Linked DNA regions of Mus musculus: regions 1, 2, 3, 4, 5 and 6 are each linked to region 7. The links are chromatin contacts, called in public HiChIP or PLAC-seq and promoter capture Hi-C maps. All regions are on one chromosome and are shown on one strand. Each heading gives the region's core, a stretch centred on a gene start, on an enhancer-like site or on the middle of the called end of the contact. The rest is flanking DNA. Distances are from core to core; before and after follow the strand shown.

What was found. Promoter capture Hi-C pulls out the DNA fragments that hold promoters and counts their contacts. HiChIP or PLAC-seq counts read pairs in DNA pulled down with a chosen protein or histone mark. Capture Hi-C pulls out chosen DNA fragments and counts their contacts.
Region 1: a contact with region 7 is called in a promoter capture Hi-C map of hematopoietic stem and progenitor cells, with 2.4 times the contacts expected there. The contact joins the promoter of Zfp646 here to the promoter of Sephs2 in region 7. A contact is called at or near these places in 9 of 39 promoter capture datasets (3T3-L1-derived adipocytes, cranial neural crest, embryonic stem cells and 5 more), 6 of 115 datasets of contacts at active chromatin or transcription factors (the SCID.adh cell line, acute myeloid leukemia, bone marrow-derived macrophages and 3 more) and 3 of 9 other capture datasets (liver, macrophages and pancreatic islet).
Region 2: an H3K27ac HiChIP or PLAC-seq map of microglia shows a contact between it and region 7, with 7 times the contacts expected there. The contact joins the promoter of Vkorc1 here to the promoter of Sephs2 in region 7. A contact is called at or near these places in 1 of 39 promoter capture datasets (liver), 2 of 115 datasets of contacts at active chromatin or transcription factors (extraembryonic endoderm stem cells and microglia) and 1 of 9 other capture datasets (macrophages).
Region 3: a contact with region 7 is called in a promoter capture Hi-C map of liver, with 3 times the contacts expected there. The contact joins the promoter of 4930456A14Rik here to the promoter of Sephs2 in region 7. A contact is called at or near these places in 1 of 39 promoter capture datasets (pre-B cells), 1 of 115 datasets of contacts at active chromatin or transcription factors (pancreatic cancer cells) and 1 of 9 other capture datasets (liver).
Region 4: a contact with region 7 is called in a promoter capture Hi-C map of fetal liver, with 4 times the contacts expected there. The contact joins the promoter of Stx4a here to the promoter of Sephs2 in region 7. A contact is called at or near these places in 5 of 39 promoter capture datasets (the C10 cell line, cranial neural crest, fetal liver and 2 more), 3 of 115 datasets of contacts at active chromatin or transcription factors (bone marrow-derived macrophages, double positive thymocytes and microglia) and 1 of 9 other capture datasets (adipose tissue).
Region 5: a contact with region 7 is called in a promoter capture Hi-C map of liver, with 2.5 times the contacts expected there. The contact joins the promoter of Sult1a1 here to the promoter of Sephs2 in region 7. A contact is called at or near these places in 5 of 39 promoter capture datasets (hippocampal neurons, liver, neutrophils and 1 more), 1 of 484 Hi-C or Micro-C datasets (liver) and 1 of 9 other capture datasets (macrophages).
Region 6: a promoter capture Hi-C map of liver shows a contact between it and region 7, with 2.9 times the contacts expected there. The contact joins the promoter of Coro1a here to the promoter of Sephs2 in region 7. A contact is called at or near these places in 4 of 39 promoter capture datasets (hippocampal neurons, liver, neutrophils and 1 more), 4 of 115 datasets of contacts at active chromatin or transcription factors (astrocytes, bone marrow-derived macrophages, double positive thymocytes and 1 more) and 2 of 9 other capture datasets (adipose tissue and liver).

Annotation. Positions count from the first base shown.
Region 1 is chr7:127,876,305-127,879,004 of GRCm38.p6, reverse strand. Zfp646 (zinc finger protein 646) reads right to left here and starts at 1,304. Exons shown (of 3, transcript NM_172749.4): 1 at 898-1,304; 2 at 1-435. The coding sequence starts at 352. Zfp668 (zinc finger protein 668) reads left to right here and starts at 2,169. Exons shown (of 3, transcript NM_146259.4): 1 at 2,169-2,700.
Region 2 is chr7:127,894,340-127,897,039 of GRCm38.p6, reverse strand. It overlaps Vkorc1 (vitamin K epoxide reductase complex, subunit 1), which reads left to right and starts at 1,423. Exons shown (of 3, transcript NM_178600.2): 1 at 1,423-1,631; 2 at 2,426-2,535. The coding sequence starts at 1,459.
Region 3 is chr7:126,501,012-126,503,711 of GRCm38.p6, reverse strand. It overlaps 4930456A14Rik (a long non-coding RNA gene), which reads right to left and starts at 1,278. Exons shown (of 3, transcript XR_869939.3): 1 at 1,113-1,278. It overlaps Atxn2l (ataxin 2-like), which reads left to right and starts at 275. Exons shown (of 22, transcript NM_001361487.1): 1 at 275-812; 2 at 2,254-2,290; 3 at 2,400-2,456; 4 at 2,538-2,609. The coding sequence starts at 520.
Region 4 is chr7:127,840,385-127,843,084 of GRCm38.p6, reverse strand. Stx4a (syntaxin 4A (placental)) reads right to left here and starts at 1,277. Exons shown (of 11, transcript NM_009294.3): 1 at 1,017-1,277; 2 at 720-821; 3 at 541-640; 4 at 327-401. The coding sequence starts at 1,046.
Region 5 is chr7:126,675,016-126,677,715 of GRCm38.p6, reverse strand. It overlaps Sult1a1 (sulfotransferase family 1A, phenol-preferring, member 1), which reads left to right and starts at 1,298. Exons shown (of 8, transcript NM_133670.2): 1 at 1,298-1,414; 2 at 2,133-2,272; 3 at 2,363-2,488; 4 at 2,570-2,667. The coding sequence starts at 1,398.
Region 6 is chr7:126,703,376-126,706,075 of GRCm38.p6, reverse strand. Coro1a (coronin, actin binding protein 1A) reads left to right here and starts at 1,260. Exons shown (of 11, transcript NM_009898.3): 1 at 1,260-1,424.
Region 7 is chr7:127,272,694-127,275,393 of GRCm38.p6, reverse strand. Sephs2 (selenophosphate synthetase 2) reads left to right here and starts at 1,335. Exons shown (of 1, transcript NM_009266.3): 1 at 1,335-2,700. The coding sequence starts at 1,475.

The sequences.
Region 1 (2,700 bases), core at 55-2,554, 600 kb before region 7:
AGTCAGTAGCCATGGTCTCACTCCCAAGGTGTGGAGCGGTTTCCATGGCATGTGGAGGCCCGTGCCTTCGGTGGCTCTCAGGAGCATGAGTCCTCATATGGCTCTGGAGGGCCAAGCGATTAGAAAAATCCTTGCCACAGGTGGTACAGGGGAAAAAAAGAGTCTCATGGTTCCTCTGATGGTTGGCCAAGTTCTCCGGGTGACTGCCATAGGGGTGAGGGATGCCATCGGCTTCCTCCCCGTCCTGCTTAGCAGATGAATGGCGCAGTTCTCGATGCCGTGCCAGTTCTGGGAGGTTAGGAAAGTGGCGCTGACAGTCAGAGCAACTGAATGAGAGGGGCATGTCCTCCATGAGGCAAAGCGGTAGAAAACCCCTGGAGGCTCAGGAGGGACAGACAGGTGGCAGCAGCATTCTCTCTGCAGAAGGGCTGAGGCCTAGAAAGGGGGGACAGTAGTCAGAAGGAAGGATCGAGTCAGTTTTGTTTCTTGGTTACTAAAGCAAGTCGCAAAGAGGTTCCCCAAACATCCATGCCAAGGGACCCGCTCTCTCTTAGGTCTGGAGGTTCAGAAAGCCTCGCTATGCACAAACTCCTAGAAATGTTCCCCCAGGTTTAAGTCATCTCTAGAGCCTGAGAGAAATAAGGAAAATAAAATCTGGAGCCTAGACAGACTGATTTTGTTTTTTAGGTTATATATAATGGATCTTATTGATCTTCAGACTGTGCACTCTATCATTCTGACAACCTAACAAAAATCTATGAGGTGTGTGTTTGTTTTTGTAACAACGAACCAGAACTATTTGCTTTTGAGATATGGTCTCAGCTCACTGTAAAGTTCAAGCTGCTCTGGGATTCCCTCAGTCGCCCAAACTAGTTTCACACTTATGAATTTTCCTACCTCAGACTCCTGAGAGTTGAGATTGAAGGAGACAGCCACGACTGTTGGGCAGGCCTTACACAGACGTGCAACCTTTCTTTCTTCACTCTTCAGCTAAACCGAGTGGTCTGAAAAGAATGGCAGAGCAGCTGCTTTCTTCAGTGGTCACCTATGTGTTGTAGAAGGTAGAGGCCCTCTTAGGGACGAACCTGGCTTCAGTGGTCACCTATGTGTTGTAGAAGGTAGAGGCCCTCTTAGGGATGAACCTGGCCTTTTCAGCATCACACTGTTTCCCTGTTAGGCGTTAGTTTTACTTCCTTTAAGTACATTTAATCCCATTCCATTTCAGGTTGAAAGTTCATTTTATTCTCTGCCTTTTCTATCCCCTACCTACCTTACCTTGCTGTCTCCAACACTTTTCATTCCCTCTTCTACTTTTTCTCTAAATTATGATAGCAACTCAGGCTGGACAGTACCATGGGCCAAGCACTGCTGTTACACAAGTGTATTTGGGGTGGGTGGGTGGCATTTCAGACAGGGTCTTACTATGTAGCCCTCGCTTCCCAAACTGGGACTAGAATCATGCGACACTATGATAAGCTTGTAAGTACATTTACACCACTAAATCCAAAGCCGTGTTACCTCGTTTTTTTACATAAACTCACTTCAAGAGGCAACCTTCATTCCAAAACCAGCAGCAGCTATTCATTTCTGCCACATCATCTGGCCTTTCTCCGGGGCTGACTAGTCTCCTGGGACCCTAGCACAACTATTTCTAATCTCACCAGCTGAGCCTGGTCCCAGAATTCTCACTTCTCAAAACTCCTTCACTCGAGTCCCCTTTTCCTAACCAACCACCATCACATTCCTGTAGAGTCACTCGTCTTTTCTGCCAATTTCTTCTCTAGATCCCTACCTCGCACCAGGAGTGCCTTCTGGTTCCCGCCGCCGGCGCGTCCGTTGGAGGTCGTGAACGGGAGCGCGCCTGCGCACTGGGACCCTTACCCTAACTGCAGCCGCGAGCCATAAGTGGTGGCTGGTGCGAGAGTTCTCGAGCCCATACACACGCACACTCAGCCAGGGTACCCGGGAGTGGTAGCTGAGGGAAAGGTGCGGGAGAGAGGAGGAGGTAGAGGGAGCAGGGACAGCTGGTATGAACCCAGAGTCTAGCCCAGTTCCGCGGACACTTCCTATTGTTACCAGGAACCAGGAAGTGTCCTAGATGCTAATGCTTCCCCGCGAAACTTCCGCCTGGGAACACTTCCTGTCCCTCCCGCGGGCAGTGTTTCCGCACGGACACGCTTCCGGCGCTAGGTTCCGGGTGGGCCCGACTGTTTGTTTTCTTTTTGTTGTTTTGAGACTGGGTCTAACTCTGCAGCCCGGGCCGGCCTCGAGCTCGGAGCAATCCTCCTGCCTCAATTTCCAGAATGCTGGAGCTCCCAGGCAGCGTGAGCCCCCACGCTCCGCTGCGGGCGCAGCTCTGGCTCCGCCCACGCAGGTCGGCGCGGCGTTCGGATGGATTTAAGCCACACTTCCGTCCAGAGCTGCTGAAACCCTTCGCGTGCTTATTCGGGCAGTACGGTCACAGGAAAGACCCTGCAGCCCCGGCTACGGCGCTTTGGTGACACTTTTCACGAGGTTCCATAAAAGCTTCTTCCCAGGGCTGGCGTGGAGGGATCCTCGCTGAGTCCTTTCCTCGCTGTTAGAGGAAATGTGGACTCGACGTGGACGCGGGCACCACAAAGCCCGAGCGCCCTCTCCGCATCGTCCCACCTCCTAGCTCCTGCAGACGCTTCCGGCGACTTGGCGGGTGTCCGCCGTCAA
Region 2 (2,700 bases), core at 174-2,673, 620 kb before region 7:
GTCAAACTTTTTGACTCTAAAAATAAACATTAGACTCAATGTTCAAGTCATGCTTGCAACTAGGTGTCAAGGACATGCTCAAGGGCAGCTAGTTTGTCATGTGAGCATCAGTAAGACGTAAGGAAGACTGGGAATGTAAAATCTTCCCAAAACTTGGCTGTGAAGGGATTAGATTAAAGACAACTGGAGAGGGAGCTGGTGAAGAAACTCCAGGCAAATGGGAAGGGTGGAAAGGCAGACAGTACAGAACTGACAGGTCCTCAGTGGGGAGGGGGGGATATTTGTAAAGGGGAGATAATATAAGAGGGATTGTTGGGTTGATCCAGGCTCAGGTTTTGCCAAGAGTGCGCCACAGTGGTACAGAGGTCTGGGAAATCACAGGAAAGTATGGCCTAGATAAAGGAATTTATTGTGAGAGGGAGGGTGCCTCTGCCCACAAGGGGCGCTAGTGAGACACGAGGGATGGCTGGCGGTGATCTTGAAAGACAGGTTGTAGACAAATGGTATCTGAAATAATTTCGGGGAAAATGCTTCCAGAGTCGTATCCCTGCTTTCGCGGAATTCCATTCGTCTATTGACCCGTAGGTTCTAGACATACCAGATGCATAGACAGAACTTGTCATAAAAAATGTGCTAAGCCGGGCGTGGTGGCGCATGCCTTTAATCCCAGCACTCGGGAGGCAGAGGCAGGAGGATTTCTGAGTTCGAGGCCAACCTGGTCTTCTACAGAGTGAGTTCCAGGACAACCAGGGCTACACAGAGAAACCCTGTCTCACCTCCCCCCCCCCCCCAAATGAGCTAAACGGGAGATGGTTTAGCAGTTAAGAGCACTGACTGAACTTCCAGAGGTCCTTGAGTTCAATTCTCAGCAACCACACACGGTGGCTCACAATCATATGTAACCGGACCCAATGCCCTCTTCTGGTGTGTCTGAAGATAGCGACAGTGTGTTTGTGTTTGTGTGTGTGTGTGTGTGTGTGTGTGTTACCGTCCTGTTAATAGTAGCTTTACAGAGCCGGGCATGGTGGCACACGCCTTTAAATCCCAGCACTTGGGAGGCAGAGGCAGGCAGATTTCTGAGTTAGAGGCCAACCTGGTCTACAGAGTGAGTTCCAGGACAGCCAGGGCTGCACAGAGAAACCCTGTCCTTGAAAAACCAAACAAAACAAAACAAAGTAGCTTTACAGCACTACATACTCAAATTTCCCTTAATGTCTTGCAGCCTCTCCAACTACAATTCCCATCATGCCCGGCAGCTGCGTTATCAATGATTACCCACATTCCTAAATCCTGTTTACCAGCCCAGCATTCCTAGCTGTCATGCCTAAGAATAACCAATTGAATTGGAGAACGCCAGCGGAGGCCGACCAATCTTCCGGTAGGAGGGGCGTGGTGACAGCAGGCCCCGCCCTGCCCCGTGGCGATTCTTCCCTCCTGTCCCTGGGCTGTACTGTCGACATGGGCACCACCTGGAGGAGCCCTGGACTCGTGCGGCTTGCACTGTGCCTCGCTGGCTTAGCCCTCTCACTGTACGCACTGCACGTGAAGGCGGCGCGCGCCCGCGATGAAAATTACCGCGCGCTCTGCGATGTGGGCACGGCCATCAGCTGTTCCCGCGTCTTCTCCTCTCGGTGCGTGCAGACATGGAAAGCATGGGGCTCTTGAAGGCCAGGTTACCAGATAATTTTGGAGTCTGGGGTCGCAGTGTCCACAGAAAGGACACTTTGAGAGCGGCCTGGCTCCATGGGTTTTGGTGGGTAATCGGACGTGCACACTGGACCTCACAGAGATACTGGTGCTTGAACGCTTTCTGAGGATACTGTAAATACCAATGATGGGAAGACTGGAGGAGGCAGGGCAGTATATTGCATAGAGACTGAGGAAACTTGAGATGATACAAAGCGGGAGGAGGGGGTGGACTATTGGCTGTGCTGAGGGGACAAAGTGGCTCACTCTGTCCGGGTTGGAGGACCAAATGTTAGTGGGTGGTGAGGGAACTGTAGCTTTGTAGGCCCAAGCAAATAGATTTCCCAGTTGTGATCACCGTAAAGCGAAATCAAGCTGGGAAAAACTTTTAACCTTTCATTTATTTGTTTGTGAGGTGGCACATGCATGCCACTACATGCATGTGGAAGTCAAGAGAATAACGTTCGGGAGTTGAGTCTCTCCTTCTTTGTGGGCTGCGGGGGGATTCGATCCAGTTGACAGGCCTGGCAGCTGATACTTGTTTTTCCTGAGCCATCTCACCAACTCCTGAAAAATTATTGATAGTCTGTGATGACAGGCCACTAAGAGCCCCAGGACATGCCAGGTCAATGCCCTTTGGACTCTTAGTAGGTGGAGCTTCTTGCTAATCACTGTTCTACAAAAAAGCTCAAGAGGCACTTGGCCTACCCCACTTACCTGCTTCTTTCACTTCCACCAGGTGGGGCCGGGGCTTTGGGCTGGTGGAGCACATGCTAGGAGCGGACAGCGTCCTCAACCAATCCAACAGCATATTTGGTTGCCTGTTCTACACCTTACAGCTGTTGTTAGGTGAGTGAGTGGCTTTGCCCCTTCATGACCTGTCTTCTGAAATCCAGAGCAGCCCCACCTCGTGTCGTGTCGTGTCGGTGACCCAGACAATTGACACCCAGCTGCTAATTACTGAGCAATCTCATCACAAGGAGTCAAGAAAGCAGAACACTTAGCAGGAGGCTT
Region 3 (2,700 bases), core at 29-2,528, 770 kb after region 7:
GGGTCCGCCGGCACTTCCCCTTCCCGGCTTTGGCCCCGCCCACCCTCGTTGTGAAGCAACCGCGGCCGCCAGCATTTAAGGTGGCTCAGAACCTAGAGGTGCGCTAAGCGCCTGCGCGGCTCCTTTTCCGCCCCAGGGGCTAGGCCGGTCGGAGCCACGGCTCGAGCCTCTCCTCTGTTCCGGAACTAACCGCCTGGCGGCGCTCCCCGCGCCCCTCCCCCGCCGGCGCTTCCGCCCGCGCTCCTCCCTCTCCTTCTCCAGCGACGCGCACGCGCGCCAGGCCGGCTCGCGCCCTCTCGCTGTCCACCGGCCCGCGAGATCCCCCCTCCCCTTCCGCCTCGCGGCGCTTCCTCGCGCCGCCGTCTTCTCGATCCACCCCTGACACCGCGGGGCTCCCCCCGCCCGCCAACGGCGGGTCCCCTGCTTGGCGATCTCTTTCGCTTCCCGCGCTCTCCAGCAGGGGCCCGGCCCCAGGCCCTCTTTCCCTTCCCTCTTATTTCTCTTCCGGACGCTGCCATCATGTTGAAGCCTCAGCCGCCACAACAGACCTCCCAACCCCAGCAGCCGCCCCCCACGCAACAGGCCGTGGCTCGCCGGTCTCCCGGCGGGACCAGCCCTCCCAACGGCGGCCTCCCGGGACCGCTGACCGCCACCGCGGCTCCCCCGGGGCCTCCCGCAGCGGTCTCTCCGTGCCTGGGGCCTGCAGCCGCTGCCGGCAGCGGACTTCGCCGCGGAGCCGAAAGCATCTTAGCGGCGTCAGCGCCGCCGCAGCATCAAGAAAGGCCAGGGGCAGTGGCTATCGGCAGCGTCAGGTGAGGACGGGGCTTCCTGGCTAGGGAGAGCCCGGGAGGCAGCGCCCCGGCTTGGAGCTGTTGAGGGGGCTCTTGGGGGCCCAGGACCCCGTGAAGGAGGGGGTGGACCCTCGTGCCAACAGGTCGGAGAGAAAGCTCTCCGGGAGGTCTCCAGGAGCCTGGGGGCAGCGCTCGGCTCTCTGGGCCTAGTCACCTCTTGGGGGTCTGGGCCCTGAGGGGAGGCGGGGCGCATCCCGCCAGCTCCGTCGGCAAAGGGTGTTGGGGGGGTTGAGGAGGTGATGGGGTCCCTAGCTCCATTACCACGAAGGATCTCGCGGTCCCCGGCTTCAGCCAATGGGGAGTCAGCTGCATGAAGGGGTCCCCGACTGTAGCCAATGGGGGGGGGGCGCGCGGCCCACAGTTTGGCCAATGGGGAGGGAGGGACTTGGGAGCGGATTGTTCCCTCCTCTTCCCGGTGTAGCCAGTGAGAGGGGGACGGGGTGGGCGGGGGCGCGGAAGCAGCGGCTACTGGGAAGACTGCGGGCTGGGAAGCTCCTGCGCGCGCGCTCCCCGGGCGTACGTGCGCGCGGATGCTGTCTTATGACTCGGGCATTGGCTTGCCCCGGTAACACGTAGAGCAGAGGCGGAGGAGGGAGGGGTTATTTGGAGGGTTTAGGGGCGTTTGGTGTCGGTGAGTGGGGAGTGGGTGCCCTCGGTTTTTCTCGGTGTGTCAATGCGATAGAAAGAGGCACTGGACGCAGGCGCAGTGGCTTCTGTTCTAGAGCGGGTGGTGGAGCGCGATGGGCTGTAGTGCGCAGGCGCAGACCGGGCGAGGCATCCCGGTGGATGGTTTTTGCGGCTGCGCGGTCCCCCAGCCCAGCCAACGGCCCCCTCCTCGCCCTCCTCAACTGCCGGTTACATCAGCCGTCGAGGAGCTGTGTTACCTGGCGTTTGGGGATCCCTTCAGAGTGGGTAACAGGCTGAATGAAAATAATGAGGGCGAAAGGGTGGGGTGTGGAGAATATACTTCTCCTGGGATTTGGAATCCAAGGCTCCTGAAAGCTTTTTTTCCTTTGGGAGGTAATGTGTCTAAGCTCAGAGGTGCTGCGTTTGGGATGCCCGGGCTTTCGCCTTCACAGCTGAAGTGTGCTGTTGGTTTAATACTATAGCAGTGGTTTATCGGAAGAGTGAAGGACTGTCCCTTAGAGGAAGTCAGGTTGTATTGCACTGACTGTTAGGAACATTTGACAGCTATTGTTTATTGAATATTTTGTTGACTTTTTTAAAATCTTGAATTCGGAGAAAATGTTTTAGCAGTTAATGCCTACTTTCTTCTTTAATGTGAGAACTTGAAAAGTCTTGCTTGTTAATCAGTCTATAGCCTAAATCAGCAAGTTGACCTGGTACATTGGTCTAGGGTTCACTACTAATTAAAACTATTTCTCTCTTTCTTTTTTAATAGGGGACAGACCACCGGAAAGGGACCCCCACAGTCACCCGTGAGTGCCTTCTTTTCCTCCTGTAAAGACACTCGGAAGACAGACAGTGTGGGACAATCTGAGAAGAGAGTATTCACCTGCTGCCCTTTACTTTTTTCTCGTGTGACAGGTGTTTGAAGGTGTCTATAACAATTCCAGGATGCTGCATTTCCTGACAGCTGTAGTGGTAAGTAACAGCTTTAACCTGGGTGTCTGAGGAATATGCTGTTTCAGTTTCTTAAAATGACTAAATGGTTCACCTTGCTAGGGTTCTACTTGTGACGTAAAGGTGAAAAATGGCACCACTTACGAGGGCATTTTCAAGACTCTGAGCTCAAAGGTCAGTGTACTCAAATTAGGAATTTCTGAAGCTGTGAAGGAGAGTGAGATTGAGAGTGTGTGTTGGGTGACAGCGGGCAGTTTTGAGGCTT
Region 4 (2,700 bases), core at 28-2,527, 570 kb before region 7:
TATGTTTTTCTTTGAATTACACCAGTGGGTTCCCACAAGCGTGGAGGAACCTCTCATCTGCTTGCCCAAAGAATACACACTGGCCTGAAAGGATGAGAGCAGTAAGTAATTTTGAATTTAAACTTAAAATAATAATAAAGGAATCTGAGAGGCCATAATGTGCTCTGCAAAGTACCATGGCTTTGATGCCATGGGACAGAGATCCTAGACCCAAGTCTGCTGTGTGACCTGGATCTATCACTTGACTGTATACAACAACTAGATACACCAGCAACTGGGCTGAATCAAAGGGAAAGATATGGCTGAGACCCTTGAAATTCATTCACCTTTTAGCTGCGCCCGGACCTCTCTCCCCAGCTGTTTGATCTCCTCTCGCAGGTTCTGCAGGCCCTGCTTCATGCCTAAACGAGAAAGCCAACACTTCTAAATCACAGCCTCTCCCACAAACCAAAACCAAACCCATCCTGGCCATCACCTGAATAAAACTACATCCCCCATAGTCCACCGGGCTGGCGTGCGTGAGCCCTAGGTTTCGCTTACTCTCCTCGGGAAGAGGCGTGGCCAGGATGGTGACCTGCTGTTTCTCCAACTCCCGGACTTTACTCTCCAGTTTGGCCATAGTCTGCCGAATTGTCTGCACCTAGGAAGGATCACCAAGAGGGCTGAAGACTTAAGTGTCACTCTAGTCCGCCCTACTCCTCGGTTCTCCTGACCCTTACCTTCTGGAAGAACTCGTCGTCCGGGCTGCCCAACCGGGCAGCACCTGAGTGCACCACCAGCGCGACTCGAACCTCATCTTCATCGTCTGAGATGTTATCCCCCTGCCAGGGCCGGAGTCATTGGCGACAGTTGCTCGCTGCGGTTCTCGCCCCGCAGGAACCATGGGCTTCCGGGATTTTCCTTCCTGGCCATCAGCCACCCGCCCGGGACCCAAAACCAGGAGTCCTCACTCCAGCGCGCCCGCCCGGCCCCGCTTCTCCTCACTCCAGGGTGTCCTCACCATCCCGGTTTCTCACCTGCCTCAACTCGTGGGTCCTGTCGCGCATGGTGGTCGGAGTGCCCTGGACCCGAGCCCAAAGGGCCTCAAGGTTCTAAATTTGGAAGTCCTGCACCTCTCTCACACTTGACACCCCCTCCCTCACCCAGCGAACTCCAGTACACCCCGGAGCCGCCAAAGGCCCCACCCCTTTCACCATCCACAGTCGTGGGGAAGAACCCGATCATAGGACCCCCAAAGTTCTACAGGTTGGAATTCCCTTCTCTTCCCCCCATCCTGCTCCCGCAGCTGCCGCCCCGCCCCTCGGGGGATGACTCCGAGCATGCGCGCGAGGGCTCGGCTCGTCCTCGCTAGAGGGAAAGGCGGAGGTCGGAAGCAGTGGCAGCCGAACGGAAGCGAGGCTGCCTGAGTCCAGAGCCCGCCCCGCTGCTCCCCCCCCCCCCACTACCGGAACATCTCATATTGGAGCCGAGATCTAGTTGCCCAAAGGGTTGGGAATGCGTCATTTGCACGCAGTCTGAGAGCCTCGTATCTCACATCACCCCATGGCGCCCCCTCATCACGTGACAGGCCGGGCCCAGCTCCGCGGGCTGCACGCCCGACCGCCAGTCATGTGTTCCGGCCTGTCAGCGACGTCTCGGGCTTCAGTCTCGCGACGTCCCCGACACCCCAGCGTCTGAGCTGTGCCCCAACAGCTTCTTCGAGGTGGGGAAGGGTACACTGCCTACTCTCAGCCACCTACTAAGGATGCTCTGTAGAATTCACTTTTTTGTTGTTTTAATTTTGGGTCCTCGGGCGTGGGCAAAGTGAAGACTTGCATTTGGGGCTGTCAGTATCATGAGACCTTGGAAATCAGGAAATAATAAGACCCGAGTCTCCAGCGTCAGGGAATTGCAGGGTTTTGTAGGCAGAGAATCTGGGGGTGGGAAGTGACCTCAGCCAAGGTGGCGCTCCCCCCGCTGCTCCCCCGCGTCCTCCTGGCACAGCCTCTGACAGGTGGGCGGCCTATGCCCCGAGTGAGCATTGCAGTCCCGCTGAGCTCGCTACCTTCTGAGCAGCACGACAATTCCAGAGCAGCTCAGACTGAGAAAAATGTACTGTTACCTCCGCAGCCCTGCCTTACAGCTGACGTCTCAGCATGACTTGCTTTTCTTTAACGGAATCCCCAACACCAAATTCGGTAGCTGCCACATAGCAGTCCTGCATAGAAGATTTGATCCGAATAGTAGCCTTTCCTGTATTTGAAACTAAAGCCCGTGGCTTCCTGATCTTCTTTACGCTTCTCTCACGGTGCCATTTCCCCAGATTTGTTTGTTTGTTTGTTTGTTTGTTTGTTTGTTTTTCGAGACAGGGTTTCTCTGTGTAGCCCTAGCTGTCCTGGAACTCACTCTGTAGACCAGGCTGGCCTCGAACTCAGAAATCCGCCTGCCTCTGCCTCCGGAGTGCTGGGATTAAAGGCGTGCACCACCACTGCCCGACTTCATTTCCCCAGCTTTGACCCTCCAGAAATACATTCACTTGATAGATTTATTGGACACATACATACTAGGGAATAGATACTGATATGGGCTAGCGACATATCAAGGACCAACAGACCAAAGTCCTGTGCCCTGTGGAACTTCTATTGTATAGAAGCTTCCCCCCCCCCCGCACCCCCCAAAGTCCCTCAGCAGGTGTCAGAACAGCTAAAAATGGGTATTTGA
Region 5 (2,700 bases), core at 49-2,548, 600 kb after region 7:
CAAGATCAAGTCTACCCTGGATTACATGGTGAATTCCTAGTCAGCCTAGGATCCAGTATGAGACCTTGTCTCTGTCAGTTCCAAAGCCAGCATTCTTTAGGATCTCTCGAAGCAGTTCTCCTCTACTAAAGGAGCCATTCCCTTATTCTGGCAGAAGGAACAGATCTGTGGTACCTATTAGCACACTAAAAGGCATGCTGGCATCTTGGCTCCTCTCGCTCCCCTGGCCCAGAGGCTCCCTTTCTACCAGCTTCTCACTGTCCTATAACCCAGCTATCTCAGCTACGCATCCCCCAACCCCACTCTCCAAGTCCTCGTCTTTGTCTTCATCTCTTGCTATCCCATGCCCAAACCCACTTCTCATGGCCAAGTCCAGTTTTCTGGTCATATTCAGTCCACTTCTTTCTCTCTGGACTCTTCCAGATCACTATGGCTGAACTCTCCCTAGCATCTACAATAAAATCCTCCCCTCAGTCACACCTCGGAGTGGTCCTGTCATCAGTCTACATAGTCTCAAACAAACACAATTTCCTCTAGAGAAATGGGAAGTCTTGTCCTGATGCCCAGCTTTGCACAGCTCTCCTCTGAGATGACAACTCTGTAAGGGTCAGGAGGTGCACAGCTGTGGTACAGGAGCCTCTGCAGCCCCAGTGCAGCTTGATATTGCATCTTCACTCCAACAGCAGACAGAGGTCAAGGGGGCACTCCTCACTCCTGGAGGTGTGTCTCTCCCAGCTGCAGCCTCTTGTCTTTGCAGAGGGTGAAAATCTTTCTAGGGACTGATCTCCACCAGTCACGTGTGGTATTGGATGAGGTAGACTAGAGCCATGAAGGCAGGGGCACCTTCCAGGGCCTTTAGACTCACACTCCCATGAACACCCCTCCAACTCTGTTGCACCTCTAGTTCCTTGACCTTGCTCCTTCCCATCATTCTGGACTTTCCCTGACGTCAGAGGTTCCAGGCATCGCTGTGGTTGCTCTGATCGAAGCCCAAGGTGTCCTCAAGACTGGCTTGGAGCCAGCAGGTGTCCCCATCTGGCTACTTTCTTCCCTATGCCAGAGTGGGTTAATTAGAAAAGTCCCATTGTTCTACCTTAAGTTTAGGTAAGTTAGGAAGGAGTCAGAAGCAGAGCAAAAGAAACCCACTGTCCATGCTGTGGCCTGATTGGTGTTTTGTTTTGTTTTGAACAGGCTAAACCCACAGTCCACAGTATGGTTAACAGAACCCTGCCCTACTCCACCTCCTCCCCTTTTTGTTTCTGGAGAACAGCCAGTCCTAGCACTGTTTCCACTTCCTCCCACTTGGGACACAAAATCTCCAGCTCAAAGACCAATTCTGCATTCCCCACATTGCAAAGCCTACACAAAGATCCCTACCACTGAGCACCGAGGGAGGCATGGCTCAGAACCCCAGGTGAGTGGCAGAGTGGGGTGGCCACCTTGTCCTGCCCAGATACTGGTTCCACTGCTCTTCAAGTGCCAGCTAGTCCTTACACTTTGATTAGTCTGCCTGACTGCTGCCTGGGCCTCTAGCCTCTCTACTTTCTCCATGCATACCCCACCTCAGAAGAGCAACTGTGGTTTGTCTGAGTTCCCCTCCGCTCTGGCTTGTTTTAGAATCCTTTTTATTTTAGTAGAAAGTTTCTCCCTACCTTGCAACAAGCTTAATAGCTAAATTGGTTATATTTGTCTCAGAGCAAAATAGGATATCAGTTCTAGATGGGCTGAGGCATTTCTGAAGATAACAGGAAGTTCAAGGGGAAAAAAATAGAGAGAGGCCATGGCCTGAAGCTGCACTAGGAAGTAGTGAAGACTCGGCTGGTGCCTGCCGTTTTCTCATGTATGAGCTGGAATATCCTAGGAAACAGCACACATTGGACTGATTCTACCTCAGAGTGTTTTAATGCCTGGACTATGTATGCTTGGGCACTAGGGACATGGAACAATGTTCCACAGGTGATCAGACATAGCACAGTGGTGACTTTTGGTGGAGATAGATTTGCCTTTGATCCCAGATCTACCTGCCACTTTGGGGGGCTCTGCCAAAGCCCCAGGATCCCCGTCTTAAATCATTTAACACATGGTACTGTGGACTTGCTAGAGAAGTGGGTTTTACTCTGTTCTCAATGCAGCAACATGGAGCCCTTGCGTAAACCACTGGTGCCTGTGAAGGGAATCCCACTCATCAAATACTTTGCGGAGACAATGGAGCAACTGCAGAACTTCACAGCCTGGCCTGATGATGTGCTCATCAGCACGTACCCAAAGTCTGGTGAGCGAGCAGTGGTCCCCACCACACACACACTTTGGTAAGCAGGTCAAGACTCTGAGCCTCGCTCACCTCTTGCTCCTCCCTTTCCAGGTACTACCTGGATGAGTGAGATCATGGATATGATCTATCAGGGTGGCAAGCTAGATAAGTGTGGCCGGGCCCCCGTCTATGCCCGGATACCCTTCCTTGAGTTCAGCTGCCCAGGGGTCCCCCCAGGTATGTGCATGGGGGTGCTAGAGACAAGTGGAAAAAGGTAGGACCGGGCCCCAGTTTAACAAAGTTCCTTGTTCAACTTAGGTCTTGAAACTCTGAAAGAGACACCAGCCCCACGGATCATTAAGACACATCTGCCCTTGTCCTTACTCCCTCAGAGTCTGCTGGATCAAAAGATCAAGGTAAAACCAACCAACTAACAGAAAACCCCAGTT
Region 6 (2,700 bases), core at 11-2,510, 570 kb after region 7:
GAGGTTCAGGGAGGTGGGGCCTCTTGGCCAAGATCACACGGCTAATCAGTACAACTGGAGCCCCTTCTGTTCTTTCGAACTACTTCTACCTTAAAGAAGAGTTTCTTCTGACTGGGTCTTGCTATGTAGCCCAGGCTGGCCTCCTGCCTCAGCTTCCTGACTACAGATGACTGTCAGCACACCTGTGTCCTTGAGCTTTGCTGACACTGCGCCTCAGCCCCCTACCCTTCTCCAGAGCCACTTGTGGTGTTTCCTCTTCCTCCCAGGATAGCCCAAAGCTTTGGTAAATGGCAATAATGAAAAGAACCAACATCTTTTGGGTTTTTGAAACAGGGTCTCACTATGTAGCCTTGGTCTGGAGCTTACATGTGGACCAGGCTGGCCTTGGTTTCACTGACCCTTCTGCCTCTGCCTCCGTAGTAATGGATTTACAGGTGTGGGCCACCATATCTGACTGTAAGACCCCAACACTAATTAATACCTGCCACTCTGTAGATGCAAATCCAGCTATCCTTGGAGTGACCATCTCCATACGAAGGCAGGTAAGACTGTTATAGACAGGAAACTGGGGCTGAGATTAAATTAACCTGCCCAAGGTCACTCAAATGAGTGACAGCCAGGAGTCACAACAATGGTTCCAGCAAAGGCCTTTCTTCCTCTGCCCTTGCTACCGTGACAACCCACTCCCCTCAAGGGACAGGAATGGACCACAGCCCAGCTGTGTGTGATATCAGACTTCTGTGTGTACTCAGTGGCTTTTAAACTGTGTCAGACGGACTCCCGACTCCCTCTTCTCATGGCCCGAGAGCTCTCTAGAGGGGGAGCACTACTCATTTGCCTCCATAGCCCCAGCACAGAACAGGTGCTCCATAATGCCCAGTTATTTTACTTCTTCCGGGCCTCAATGCCACGAAGCAGAGGACAAGGGTGTCCCCGCTGAAGCCCTAAATCCCTAGAAAGGAGAAATGACCCCCCCAAGGCCTCCCAGAAATCCATTTGGGGTAACGACAGGAGAGGTCCCTCCTGTAGCAGAGAAGGCTCTCAAGCTGGTTGAAGCCGTTCTAAAGCTTTCTCCGGTGCCAGGGAAAGGACCTCGAGGAGGCAGCGGGCGGCTGGGGGAGGGATGAAGGAACGGGATATTTTTGCGTTCTGACATTAAAAGAAGAGTTGATTCGCGTCAGCATCTGTTCGGGGGTTGGAGCTGACAGCATGGGGAGCGGTCCCAGTCTTGCAGCCCTGGAGCGAAGGGCCGGGCCTCCATGAGCTCCGCCCAAAGGGGCGCTACCACCCGGAGGAGGCCGGCGCACGGCCGCTGCTCATTCATTGTCTTGACAGAGCATCCTCGGTGGCCAGCCTGCAGCTCCTCCATCCTTCTCTCCTTCCTCCTCTACTTGGGAGGGGTCACGCTCAGCTCTCCGCAGCAGGTGAGGCTGGGCGCCGGGGGAGGGCTGGTCACAAGGGCCAGGCAACGCTGCCATGGGCCACCTGTGGGGCCAGCGCCAGTGTGGGGGCAGGACTGTGGGACTGTGGGGGCGGGCGAGCTGTCAGAGCCACCAGGCTGGGGACAGAGAGCCGGTTTGTGAGCCCCGCCAGGAGGATCGAGGACGAGGGAGTTCGAAGGGGCAAGTAGGTCCCAGAGTGCTCCAAGGTGAGGGCTAAGGACCATCGTGACCAAGATGGAGGTGGGCTCCTGGGAGCGGCCGTAGCTGGGCTCAGAACCTATGCCCCGGGGAGGGAGCTTCTGAAGGTGGGGGATGCAGGGTGGGGTGAGCCAAGTAGCTGCCCTGAGCTTTGAGACAGGAAGGGGTTGAGTGCAAAACAAGACTAAGTTCCCCTTTCCGTGGTTTCCGGGCTTGGTACCTGGGTGGGGGAGGAGGCCGGGTGGGGCACATCTTCCGCCCCTACCTTGGATTGGGCTTTCCTTCTCCCAAATCCAGACTGCTCACTGGGGTCTTGTGTCCCCTTCCTGTCTTGGAGACTTCACTCAGGCACTTCACCTGCTTTTATTTTTAATAGACCTGGGAGCCTCCTTGGTGATACCGGGGTGTGCGAGGACTGGAGTCCCAGCACGAAGGGGCTGAGTCCCCCATTAAGGCAGAGCAGATGGGTGAGGCTGGGGAGGTGGATAGAGGCTCTGGGCAGGATGCCTTCCACAGCGCAGCCGAGGTTCCTTTACTGAGCAGGAAGGAGGAGGGATTGGGCACAGGATAGAGGCAGCCCCTGGGCTTCACTAGCTGGCTGCCTAGCCACAGTGGGTAACCATCTTAGCGGACCTCAGGGAAGTCAGGGTGGGCCTCTCCTGAGTGTAGTTTAACGGAAGCAGAAATGGCTCAGAAGAACATCTGCTTTTTTTCTGAGCGGAGGTTAGGAGCAGAGGTCTGGGGAGATGCTGGGACCCAAGCCATTGCTGCTTCTTGTAGCCAGAAACCTGGGGAAGCCATCCTGCTACTGCATCCCTTCCTAGGCAAGCTGGCTTGCATCCCTCTGTGTGCCATCCCTGAGCTGGAAGGCCAGGGAGAAGCCCTGCCCTGCCTTTAGGAAGCTCTGTGTGAGGGATGTGGGATCTAGAAGAGTTCGATAGGAGGGAACCTATCTCCAGACTGTCTGGACCACTAGGAAGGAGGCACTGTGTCTTAGTCAAGAACCAGACCCTTGGAGCCACACCATAGCAGGCTGTTGTAGGGGCTGATGGTGCAGGAT
Region 7 (2,700 bases), core at 86-2,585:
CCATGTAAAGGTTGGGGAGAGCCAAGCTACACAGTCATCCCCGGAAAGCCACACGCACCATCAAAGACAGCAATAATACAAAGATTCATTTACTTTTATTTTGTATGTGTAGGAGTGTTTTGGCTATATGTTTGACAGGGAACTGTGTGTTCCTGGTGCTCTCAGAAGCCAGAAGAGGGACATCAGGTCCCCTGGAAACTGGAATTACGGATGATAGCCACCATGTAAGTTCCAGGAACTGAACCCAGGTCCTTTGCAAGAACAGCAGGCGCTCTTAACCACCTACCTACCTCTCCAGCACCTATTTTAGGCTTTTTGAGACAAGATCTCACTGTGGAGCCCAGGCTAGAATGGACATCATTGTCTTCTTACCACAGTTTTCCAAGTACTGGGATCACACAGTGGAAAAACCTATTCATTTATTTGGTTTAGGGTTGCAAGCTGTAGAACAGGCTGGCCTGGAACTCACTATGTAGTACTATGTAGTACAGGCTGGCCTGGAATTAACAGTCTCAGTCTCTCAAATGGTGGAATTACAGGCATAAAGCCACTACTATGAGTTTAGCATTTATAATTTCAGTAGACATTGGCAAACCCCCCTGCCTGGATCTGAATTCTCACATATATTAACTTCAAGAAATAGAGACATCTTAGCACAGAGTAGCCATAAATAAATAATAAATTAGCTTGCACTGAAGATGCAACTCACTGCTGCCAGATAATGGCCAAAACAGTACCCAAACCTGTGCAGAATTTTTAAGTCCATGTGAAACTTCACAACATCAATTGTGCAATTTGCTTATGCAATCATAGTATTTACTTTGTGATGTCCCCTTTCTTCCCCTAAACCTCCCCTTAAAGTATTTTCTTAGCCTAGATTAGCTTTGTGTCCTGTCAAATGACCCTAGGACTGTTCTGACCTTGGGGCTAGCCCAGTGCCAGAGCTTCCTTCCGTAAGTAATTTATTCTTTGGTAAAATGATTCCAAAAACAGCAGACTTCTGCCAGCCAACTCCAAGACCAGGTTCCCAGGGCGGAGGGGGGCGGAGGGGACAAGACACGCACGGGTAACGTGGCTCCCACCTGTAATAACAGCACTTGGAAAGCTGAGACAGATCGATGGACTCGAGTTCGAGTCCATCCTGATCTGCGTTCCAGGCCGGTTACAAGGGGTTCACGTGATGATCTCGCGGGGACCGGTTGTGCAAGCAGACGGTTAATTTGTAATACACCTTTTTGAGTAAAGGAAGCCCGCCTCTCGGTACGGGAATCGTCATTGGATAGAGCAGCTGTCAATCACGCTGTATATAAATAGAGGCCGCGCGGCGCTCCGACAGGCAGCGTGGCTCGAGTCCTCCGGTCCGGCTCGCGTGGTTGATCATCTCCTGGCGTAACCTTGGCCCGCTGTGGCTGGGAGACTCATCTGCAGGTATCTGGGCCTTCTGGTCCGCACGGCCTCCCGGGCGAGCGGCGCGATGGCGGAAGCGGCGGCGGCGGGCGCCAGCGGAGAAACCATGGCGGCGCTAGTGGCCGCAGAAGGTTCCTTGGGCCCGGCGGGCTGGTCTGCCGGCCGGAGTTTCTCCAACTACCGGCCGTTCGAGCCCCAGACACTGGGCTTCAGCCCGAGCTGGCGGCTGACGAGCTTCTCCGGCATGAAGGGCTGAGGCTGCAAGGTCCCCCAGGAGACCCTGCTCAAACTCCTGGAGGGACTGACGCGGCCCGCGCTGCAGCCCCCGCTTACCTCGGGTCTGGTCGGGGGCCAGGAAGAGACGGTGCAGGAAGGGGGCCTGTCCACCAGGCCCGGCCCCGGCTCAGCCTTCCCCTCGCTGAGCATTGGCATGGACTCCTGCGTCATCCCCCTGAGGCACGGAGGCCTGTCGCTGGTGCAGACCACCGACTTCTTTTACCCCTTGGTGGAAGATCCCTATATGATGGGGCGCATAGCTTGTGCCAATGTGCTCAGTGACCTCTATGCCATGGGTATCACTGAGTGTGACAACATGTTGATGTTACTCAGTGTGAGCCAGAGCATGAGTGAAAAGGAACGAGAGAAGGTGACACCGCTCATGATCAAAGGCTTTCGTGACGCTGCGGAGGAGGGAGGCACTGCAGTGACCGGTGGACAGACAGTGGTCAACCCGTGGATTATCATCGGTGGCGTTGCCACGGTGGTGTGTCAGCAAAATGAATTCATAATGCCTGATAGTGCCGTGGTAGGAGATGTGCTGGTATTAACCAAACCTTTAGGAACCCAGGTTGCTGCCAATGCCCACCAATGGCTGGATAATCCTGAGAAATGGAATAAAATCAAGATGGTGGTTTCCAGAGAGGAAGTAGAGTTAGCCTATCAGGAAGCTATGTTCAATATGGCTACTCTAAACAGGACTGCTGCTGGCTTGATGCACACTTTTAATGCCCACGCAGCCACGGATATCACAGGCTTTGGCATATTAGGACACTCTCAGAACCTGGCAAAACAGCAAAAAAATGAAGTGTCCTTTGTCATACATAATCTGCCAATAATTGCCAAGATGGCTGCGATCAGCAAAGCCAGTGGGCGCTTTGGCCTCCTCCAAGGAACGTCAGCTGAAACCTCTGGGGGATTACTGATTTGTCTGCCAAGAGAGCAGGCGGCCCGCTTTTGTTCGGAAATCAAATCTTCCAAGTACGGAGAGGGTCACCAAGCTTGGATCGTTGGCAT